Linked DNA regions of Hordeum vulgare: regions 1 and 2 are each linked to region 3. The links are chromatin contacts, called in public Hi-C maps. All regions are on one chromosome and are shown on one strand. The core of a region is the stretch at or near the end of the contact, and the rest is flanking DNA. Distances in the headings are between cores, read along the strand shown.

Region 1 (2,700 bases), core at 92-2,591, 180 kb before region 3:
AAGTAGGCAAACTTATCTTGAAAAGCACTTTATCCAACATGCACTTTGGTTATATTCTATAGATATATTGCCGAGCACAAATTAATGAATCAGATTTGTATTTGATGGTCCCCAACATTTGGAAGCAATCGAAGAAAGATTGACAACAATTATTTGTTTGCCAGATTTAATAAATGAATAAATATTTAAATAATCAATTGATTAATTGCCGTGTTTAATAACAGTACTTTCATATGATCAATAAATACCAATAGTACCCTTCTATCTCAAAATAAATGTCGTTGATCTAGTACAAAATTTGTATTAATTTAGTATTAAATTTGTAACACTTATTCTGGACGGAGGGAGTAATTTATTAGGAGTAGAAGCTATACATTTTACTAGGAATATTATTGTAGTATGAATAAATGATCAAAGTTGCATCTTATATTAGACACTTCTAAATTAAAATAGGCTAATTTATCTTCACAAGTCCAACTCATAGTTTTATTACATCCCATAGACATTTTTTTAGCAAAACATAGATATTTTAGTGGAACACAAGTTATTTGATCAATAAGAGTACCTGCATATAATCAAGGAATACCAATATATAGTAATTTATTAGAACCTATACATTTTGCTAGGAGTATTGTAATACTATGAATCGATGATCAAAGTTGCATCTTAGGCATATTTAGATTAACCACTTCTAAATTAAATGCACAAATTTATCTTGAAAAATACTTATCCAAACACCATATATTTCAGTAGAACAAAAATAAATTAATGATCGATTTTGTACTTATCTAAGAGCATTTAGATCACTAATGTAGTGACCTAAACACTTTTATATTGTTTTTATAGAGGGAGTACTTAGAGCATGGTTAATAGTATAGCCAACAGCTCGCTATAAGCAGTTTTATAGCCCATCTTATAGCTAGCTTGTACAATAGTTAGCTATAAAAGAGTACTACTTTTATCATATATGGTACACCTTTCATTCTCACAAAGCACCTAGGAGCATGTGCTAGAGCTGACTCTTCACGAAGAGCCCGCTTCACTTCTCTCTCCTCTTCTATTTCATCCAACTCAAGAGAAATATACTCCCTTCGTCCCAAAATACGTGTCTTAAGCTTAGTACAATTTTATACTAGAGCTAGTACAAAGTTGAGACAGTTATTTTAAGACGGAGGAAGTAGTATTTTAATCCTTACAGCCTGTTGACTGTACCTTATTGTACTTGTCCTTATTTATTTTGGAGATTTCAGCATTTCCAAGGAACCGAAGAAAAATTGAGAATAATCAACTAAAAAAATCAAGTTAATTGCCGCGTTTCGGGGTTAGCACTCACTAGTCCACTACCAACCGGAGCGGAGAGCCCTCCTCCAGCAGTATCCTCCAAATGCTAACGTCCTGCCTACCGCCCCTCTGTCCCATTTCCGTTCCTCGATCTCTTCTTCCTGCGAAAAGCTCGAAGCTTTTTGCAATTGCAACGACTATTAATGGCTGCCGTTCTAAACTAATCACGGAGGCTATTACTACTAGCTCCCGACGGCGCAGTTAATCCCCCTCTCCCATAAACGCCGTCGCCTCCCGCTCCCTAATCCTTCGCCTCCCCGCCGCTGGTGCCGCTGGTGGTAGCGGTAGCAGTGGTACTAGGTGGCGGTTAGGTGGAGGCGACGCGAGGGAGCCAAGGCCGTAGGGGTCGGTGGAAAGAAGCGGTGCTTGCGGTAGAGGAGGAGGTGGAGAGATGGTCGTGGCTGTGGCGGCGGCGCGGCGGAGGCGGGCGTGGCGGTGGGCCATGCGGGCGGTGGCCAGCGCTGTGATGTGGACGGCGGTCCTGCAGCTGGCATCCATCACTGGCCTCTGGCGCCCCAGGGTCTTCGCCGACTGCTGGGGAGGGTCAGGGTCCGGGGCCGCCTCGGCCGGCCTCGCCGCGCTCGCCGGCGAGGACCGGGTCGCCGCCCGGCTCTCCCCTCCGGCGCTCGTGCCCAGGAGTAAGTGCTCTCTCCTTCTTCCTCCTCTCCCTCTTGCTCCCATCCCAAGCTCCCCCCTTCCATTCCGTGGAATTTAGCTTGCGCGATCTGGGCGAGCTGGCGGTTCCCGGATTTGGGCGGAGCAGCTCGAGTCAAACGCGGCAGTTCGGTGGTCAACGGCGCCGTCTCTCCCCGGCGATTCGGCTCGATCGCAAGCTCGAAATGGCGATTCCGAGGCCAATTTTTTGCCACCTTGGGATCTCTAGTTTGCGTTGGGGCTGCAACTGCAAACGTTCTGAATTTGTGGTCGCTTCTTGCTAGACGCTGCTCTGAACCTGGACCTGCAGGTTGCATTGGGGCTGCAACTGCAAACGTTCTGAATTTGCGGTCGCTTCTTGCTAGACGCTGCTCTGAACCTGGACCTGAATGTGTGTTCATACCTCAATCTTCATTTCCTATGTTGCTCGTATGCTATCCCCCGAGCTGATTTGTACACATCACATTACCGGCACATCAAACCCGCAAGGTGCTCGACGTGTCGAGCTAGCTCTGGCCTCTGGTTTGATGTGGACCTTTGCTGCTTACTCAAGCAGCTTCCTTCCAGAGGTGCATCTTTTTAAAATAATGGAAGCTTTATTATCCCTGAACTCTGCATCATAGATGCATTCAGCCTCACTGGTTACATCGTTTATTACAAAGTTAACCAACAATGACATTTGACATATCTTGTTGTCTCAGTCCT
Region 2 (2,700 bases), core at 54-2,553, 240 kb before region 3:
CTGGGCAGGGCTTGGGCACGCCCCCGTGTGCCCCTACAAATTTACGACAGCCAAGTCTCTATCCACACACCCTGTCAAAACTCAAATAATCATTTCTGTCTTCATTTTTCCTTTTTAGAAAATGATTGGAAACCCTATGACATAGGGGGGGCTGTCCAATGATTGACGACGACTTCTTATCTCCTTTCCACTTTTTTCTTTAACATTACTTAGGACGCGTTCGGAACCTCTCCAATCCTGAAACTCCGCTCCACGTGAGGAGCTAGATCTGAACGACTCCTTAAAATTGTGTTGCCGCTCCCTTCGCTCCAGGAGCTGCGGTTGCAGAGCGGAGAGGAGCCGAACAGGGGCTTAATCGTATCCATATCCATGTTCCACATCTGATCAACCACATTCTGGCCATGAGCTTGGGCTTGGCTAGCCACACAACTCTTTCATCCATCAAGGACTCTCGTGAATTATTGTACTGTTACTATATAGCAATCCCCCCATGCCGCAAATTAGTGCATACTTTATTTTATTTTCAAAGTCGAACATGTTTACGTTTGTTCAAGTTTATAAAACAAACTACCGCCATCTTAAATACAAAATAAATAAATTACAAGAGTACACTTCATGACGAGATAGATCTAGTGATACTAAATATGCATTGTTGATGTCGATTTATTTATTTATTTAAACCTGGAAACATGGACATTTTTAATATTAAAAGACAAAATATGCATTACAGGGAGTATAGGGAGTATGTGAGACAAAGCTACTAAACTGAACTAGTCTTAGAAAGATAGCGTACTAAATAATCAGGTTGTTAAACTTGTGTTTCCGGTTCCCCCACAAGGAAAAAAAACATGCGTTTCCGGCATGGTGTATTGGGCTTGGTTTGTTTATAGATGGACTGACGAGTCACTCCCTCCATTGGTTCGACATGGGAGCTACTGCTGCTGCTAGATCTTGTTCTTATTATTTTTCTACAAAAGTGACTCGGATCTACTCCCTCCTTACCTAAATATAAATCTTTTAAAATGTTTTATTAGATGTCTACATACGAAGCAAAATGAGTGAATCTATACTCTAAAATATATCTATATACATCCGTATGTAGTTCATTAGTGAAACCTCTAGAAAGACTTATATTTAGGAACGGTGAAAGTAGCACGTATTATAAAAGTTTATCAAAGAGTATGAATCATGACAAACATAATACTGCGAGAAATCAATTCACGGTAAGAGTATGAACCACCGAGCGACTATTTTGTGCTCAATGCCTGAGCTGACCCAGCGGTGGTACGGGCAAGAAAAGACCCGCACAACCAACCCTCCCTCCTTCCTCCTTCTTACTTGTATAGTACTCCTAGTAGCGACGCCGACAGATTATGCACCTTAATCTTAATTAGGCAGACGGCGTATCCCCATCCATCCCCGATAGAAGTCAAGAGAAGAAGCGAAGCGAAGCGAGAGAACAAAGGAAAAAAGAGAGAAGAGGAGAAGGATCGGAAAGGCGTGGCGTACGGGGCAGAGGAAAATATCCCTCCCCCGAACCAAAAGCCTGCAGCAATTCCTCGCGACCGCGACAACCAACCGACGCCCACCACCACCACCAGCCCCCTCCACCGCCTCGCCGCCTGCCTCCTCCGCGCGCCCCCGCCCCCGCCGCCTCCCCAGCCCTGCGAGGCCGCGGACCCGCCCGCGCTCCTCCGCCGCAGGCGCCTCTGGAAGCCGCCATCGCGGCCCGGCGCCCCGATGATGGACGCGCCGACGACGACGACGCCGCCGGCGTCGCCGCGGACGCAGCCACAGCCGCAGGCACCCGCGGCCGTGCCGTCGAGGCGCTACGGCGTGCATTTCTCGGCCTCCAGCTTCATCCAGGCGCCGCTGTCCGCGCTGCTCGAGTACTCGGGCATCCTCCGCGCCGAGCCCGGCCCGCACCGCCCGCCCGCCGGGGCAGGCGAGGTGTCCATCCGGATCGTCGGCCCGGCGCCGACCGACGGGGACGTGCAGGAGGAGGGGGACGACGCCGCGGGATCCTCCGCGCCCCCCGCGCCGGCCGACCCCTCCTCCTCATCATCATCATACCAGAGGTACGACGTACAGCAGGTGGCCAGGTGGGTGGAGCAGATACTCCCATTCTCCCTCCTGCTGCTCGTCGTCTTCATCAGACAGCACCTGCAAGGTCGTCGTTCCCCCCCCCCCCCCCCCCCCCTCTCTCTCTCTCTCTCTTTCTTTTCATGGTCCACCAGTGCAAAATTCATATCTTGTCCTCTGTTTCTGTTTGGTGCATAGATGGCTGCATTCGTTTATGTTGCCAAAATGGGATTTATGGTTGCATTCGCTGTTCGTGATTGTCAGAATCACTGAGAAACCATGGACTGATTTGGATTCTTTTTTTTTCATGCAGGTTTCTTTGTGACCATCTGGATTGCGGCCGTCATGTTCAAGTCCAATGACATCTTGCGCAAGCAGACTGCTCTCAAGGTAGCTTTGTGCCCCTTTTGTTAATGTTTTTTTTTGGGTCTGGTGTAGTTTACCCGGACTAGCTTGGTGTGTCAAAACTAAGGACCAAAGAGTATCAATTAATGAAATAAGTCCAATTCATTGTATGCGATCATGTCGCTTAGTGTTATATTGATCTAGTTAAAATGTTCAAGTTCAGAAAATCATTGAACAAATGTGATGGTGATTTTTTTTTACGTGCTTACATGG
Region 3 (2,700 bases), core at 124-2,623:
GCACAACCTTTGATGCAAATGTTTCCGCAACATTAACTCTGTTGCAAAAGTGAAGAACGCCATTCGGCCACTCGATCATACATGATCGGACGACAGCCAATGAACACATAGCAGCCCCTTATACTTTTAGTGAATTTAATAATAGATCAGGATGGAAAGAAAATGCATGTGGTTCCAGCGCCGTATATCCTATCGGTTTGGAGGGTGCTTGGATACGTTTTAGTCCCATGACTAAAAGTAGTGGAACTAAAATTTGCTAGCCTTATCCATGCTTGGATCCAAATACTAAAGAGACTAAAATCAAGTTAATGAGCATTTATTATCCTCCAAACCCTACAATCCAGAACTCGTCTGTGTTAAAAGGAGAGGAGTTAAATGAGGAGAGAGAGGACTAATCCATATTTTAGTAGGGACACCCCTGACTAAATTTTTTTAGTCTCAAAACTAGTTTTGGTCCCTATTTAGTCAGACTAAAATAAGTCCCTTGGATCCAGGAACGGATAATAATTCATGGGTCCCCGCACGAATCGCGACGCACACGTTGACGGCGGATCATTTGCCGTGCCGGTTCCGTTAGAAATGTCTCTGCTCCTGCCCACGCTGCCAAATCTGCTCCGCTCATCCTCCCTTGTCGATGCGGACAGAGATCGGATGACATGCACATTTGCACGTCACCGTGTGCCTTGAGGCCTAAATTCAAATTTAGACATTGCGAAAAAATCTGAAAAAAATCATGCATGTTCACATCACATATTAAGATAACTCTTAAAAAATTTAGATCAAAATTCGAAACATACATCGAGAAACAAAAAAGAGAAATCTGTCATGAATAGTTCGCGAATGATTCTCTGTAGACTATTCACGTCTGAGTTTTTTTTTTCCAATGTATTTTTCGGATTTTGATCTGAATTTTGTAAGGGTTATCTTAATATATGCTGTGAACATGCATGATTTTTTTTTAATGTTTAAATTTAAATTTAGACCGAAAGGCAGACGGTGACATGCAACCTGATCTCTGTCCTGTCGATGCAGCCTTCGGGAACCAGCACGCAGCAGCCCCGCTCCGCTCCGCCATGTCCTCCCTTCCCTCGACGCGGGCGGCGAGCACTGCACCACGCGCGGCTCGAGCTCGCTCTCCGCAGAGGCCACGGCCCACGGACGCAAGCACCGAAGCCCCGCACACGAGGATCCCGGAGCTCTCCTGGCCGCGGCGCACGCGTGCGGAGCTCGTCCAGCCGCGTGCTGTGTGCGCGGTGTCCACGGACACGGACGGCTGCGTGATGCGTGCGTGTGAGCGCTTGACCACGTGCGTGCTGCTTCGGAGCCGCGCTGAGCCGGCATCGCCTTGGGTCGACGCCGGCATCGCCTTGGGTCGACGCCGGCGTGCGCGTCGTTGTGGCGCACACAACCTGTTCGGTGAAATGCTTGGACCATTGGGCCGGACAAATAGGGATCTTTTGAGGTAAATATAGTGTTGTACGGCCGCCGCTCCGACGGACGTGTCCGCGGACATCTGATGAGGTCTGCTTGGTGATCCTCTTTGCAGATGCCCTTATTGGCATATAAGAAGAGCGTGTGCATGTCACACCTACGAGCAAACAAGCCAGCAGAATGGTCGGTGACAGATCGCTGTGCCGTGAGGCAATTTTCAGCAGCTGAGGCAGCCAAAAGTTGAAGCTGACGGTGGTGCTCCCACGGGAGGCGGTGCGGCACAGCCACACACGGTACACGGCTGCGGCGATGAGGATGGAATGCTGGTGGATGCTATAGCAATGTCCGTGCACGGGGAAGAAGGCGAAAGGGTGGCGGCAGCAGAGCAAGGAGACCCGGTGGCGGATGATGGCGGGGGCTGCGCATCAAGTTGGTGGTGACACATTGTTATAAAGGTAGGAAGGTAATTAGGGGAGCAATTAGTGAAGATGATTTGGGGAGAATAGCTGGCATAATCTGCAACTTGGAGAAGTCAATAAAGTAATCTGTAAGTTGGACGGGCCAATTAATTCATTTACAATTAAGAAACAATTCCCGATGTAGTTTATCCTTTTAGACAGGTGCTTGTACTAGAAATCCATTAGGAGGCATGTTCTTGCTATTGTGTCATGTATGACTTGGCTTATGGACATGGTAGGTTGAGCTCAAGTTGGGGATAAATAACTAAAATGTTACGCATCAAAGAAGAAACTAAGCAACTTATTGTGGAATTCCGACATTGGAAGTTTCCTCCATTATTCTAATCATCACTAGCCTTGCATGTACCCACAGTTTGTCCTCATTCTTCATCTTTTGTCTGGGTCAAATACTTGAATGCGCATGCTCTTCAGCCTTATCTTCTGATTTCTTCATGCAATTGCAATGTAGCACCCCCCCAACCACTCAATTGAGGGCTAAAAAAACCTACGCAAATACCTGTCATTTTCCTAATGCAACTGGCAGAGCCCGTTGACCACATCTATTATTCTCGCATTTTTGTTTTGCTCTGATTTTTCTCCAAGGAGTGCGTATGATTGATTACTTGCTGGACGAGCCGAGAGTGACGGTTCATGTCCTTGACCATTTCACCATGAATAGACAAATGGTGTCACCTTCATATAGCAACTGGCCTATTCTGACCTTCAAACAGATGAGCGACTAAAATCATTTCAGGGAGACCTCCAGGAACTGTCCAAGCATGGAGTTCTCTCCATGGCTCGTCTTGTTCGG

The links. A called contact is a pair of places that touch in the nucleus more often than the background predicts.
Region 1: a Hi-C map of leaf shows a contact between it and region 3, with 2.1 times the contacts expected there. The contact joins the promoter of LOC123442816 here to the promoter of LOC123442815 in region 3. A contact is called at or near these places in 2 of 6 Hi-C or Micro-C datasets (leaf and seedling).
Region 2: a Hi-C map of leaf shows a contact between it and region 3, with 10 times the contacts expected there. The contact joins the promoter of LOC123442818 here to the promoter of LOC123442815 in region 3. A contact is called at or near these places in 2 of 6 Hi-C or Micro-C datasets (leaf and seedling).

Annotation. Positions count from the first base shown.
Region 1 is chr3H:35,351,194-35,353,893 of MorexV3_pseudomolecules_assembly, reverse strand. LOC123442816 (rhamnogalacturonan I rhamnosyltransferase 1-like) reads left to right here and starts at 1,341. Exons shown (of 8, transcript XM_045118964.1): 1 at 1,341-1,979. The coding sequence starts at 1,733.
Region 2 is chr3H:35,417,140-35,419,839 of MorexV3_pseudomolecules_assembly, reverse strand. LOC123442818 (RING finger and transmembrane domain-containing protein 2-like) reads left to right here and starts at 1,303. Exons shown (of 8, transcript XM_045118966.1): 1 at 1,303-2,170; 2 at 2,396-2,472. The coding sequence starts at 1,741.
Region 3 is chr3H:35,174,320-35,177,019 of MorexV3_pseudomolecules_assembly, reverse strand. LOC123442815 (leucine-rich repeat receptor protein kinase HPCA1-like) reads left to right here and starts at 1,373. Exons shown (of 19, transcript XM_045118963.1): 1 at 1,373-1,462; 2 at 1,547-2,700. The coding sequence starts at 2,669.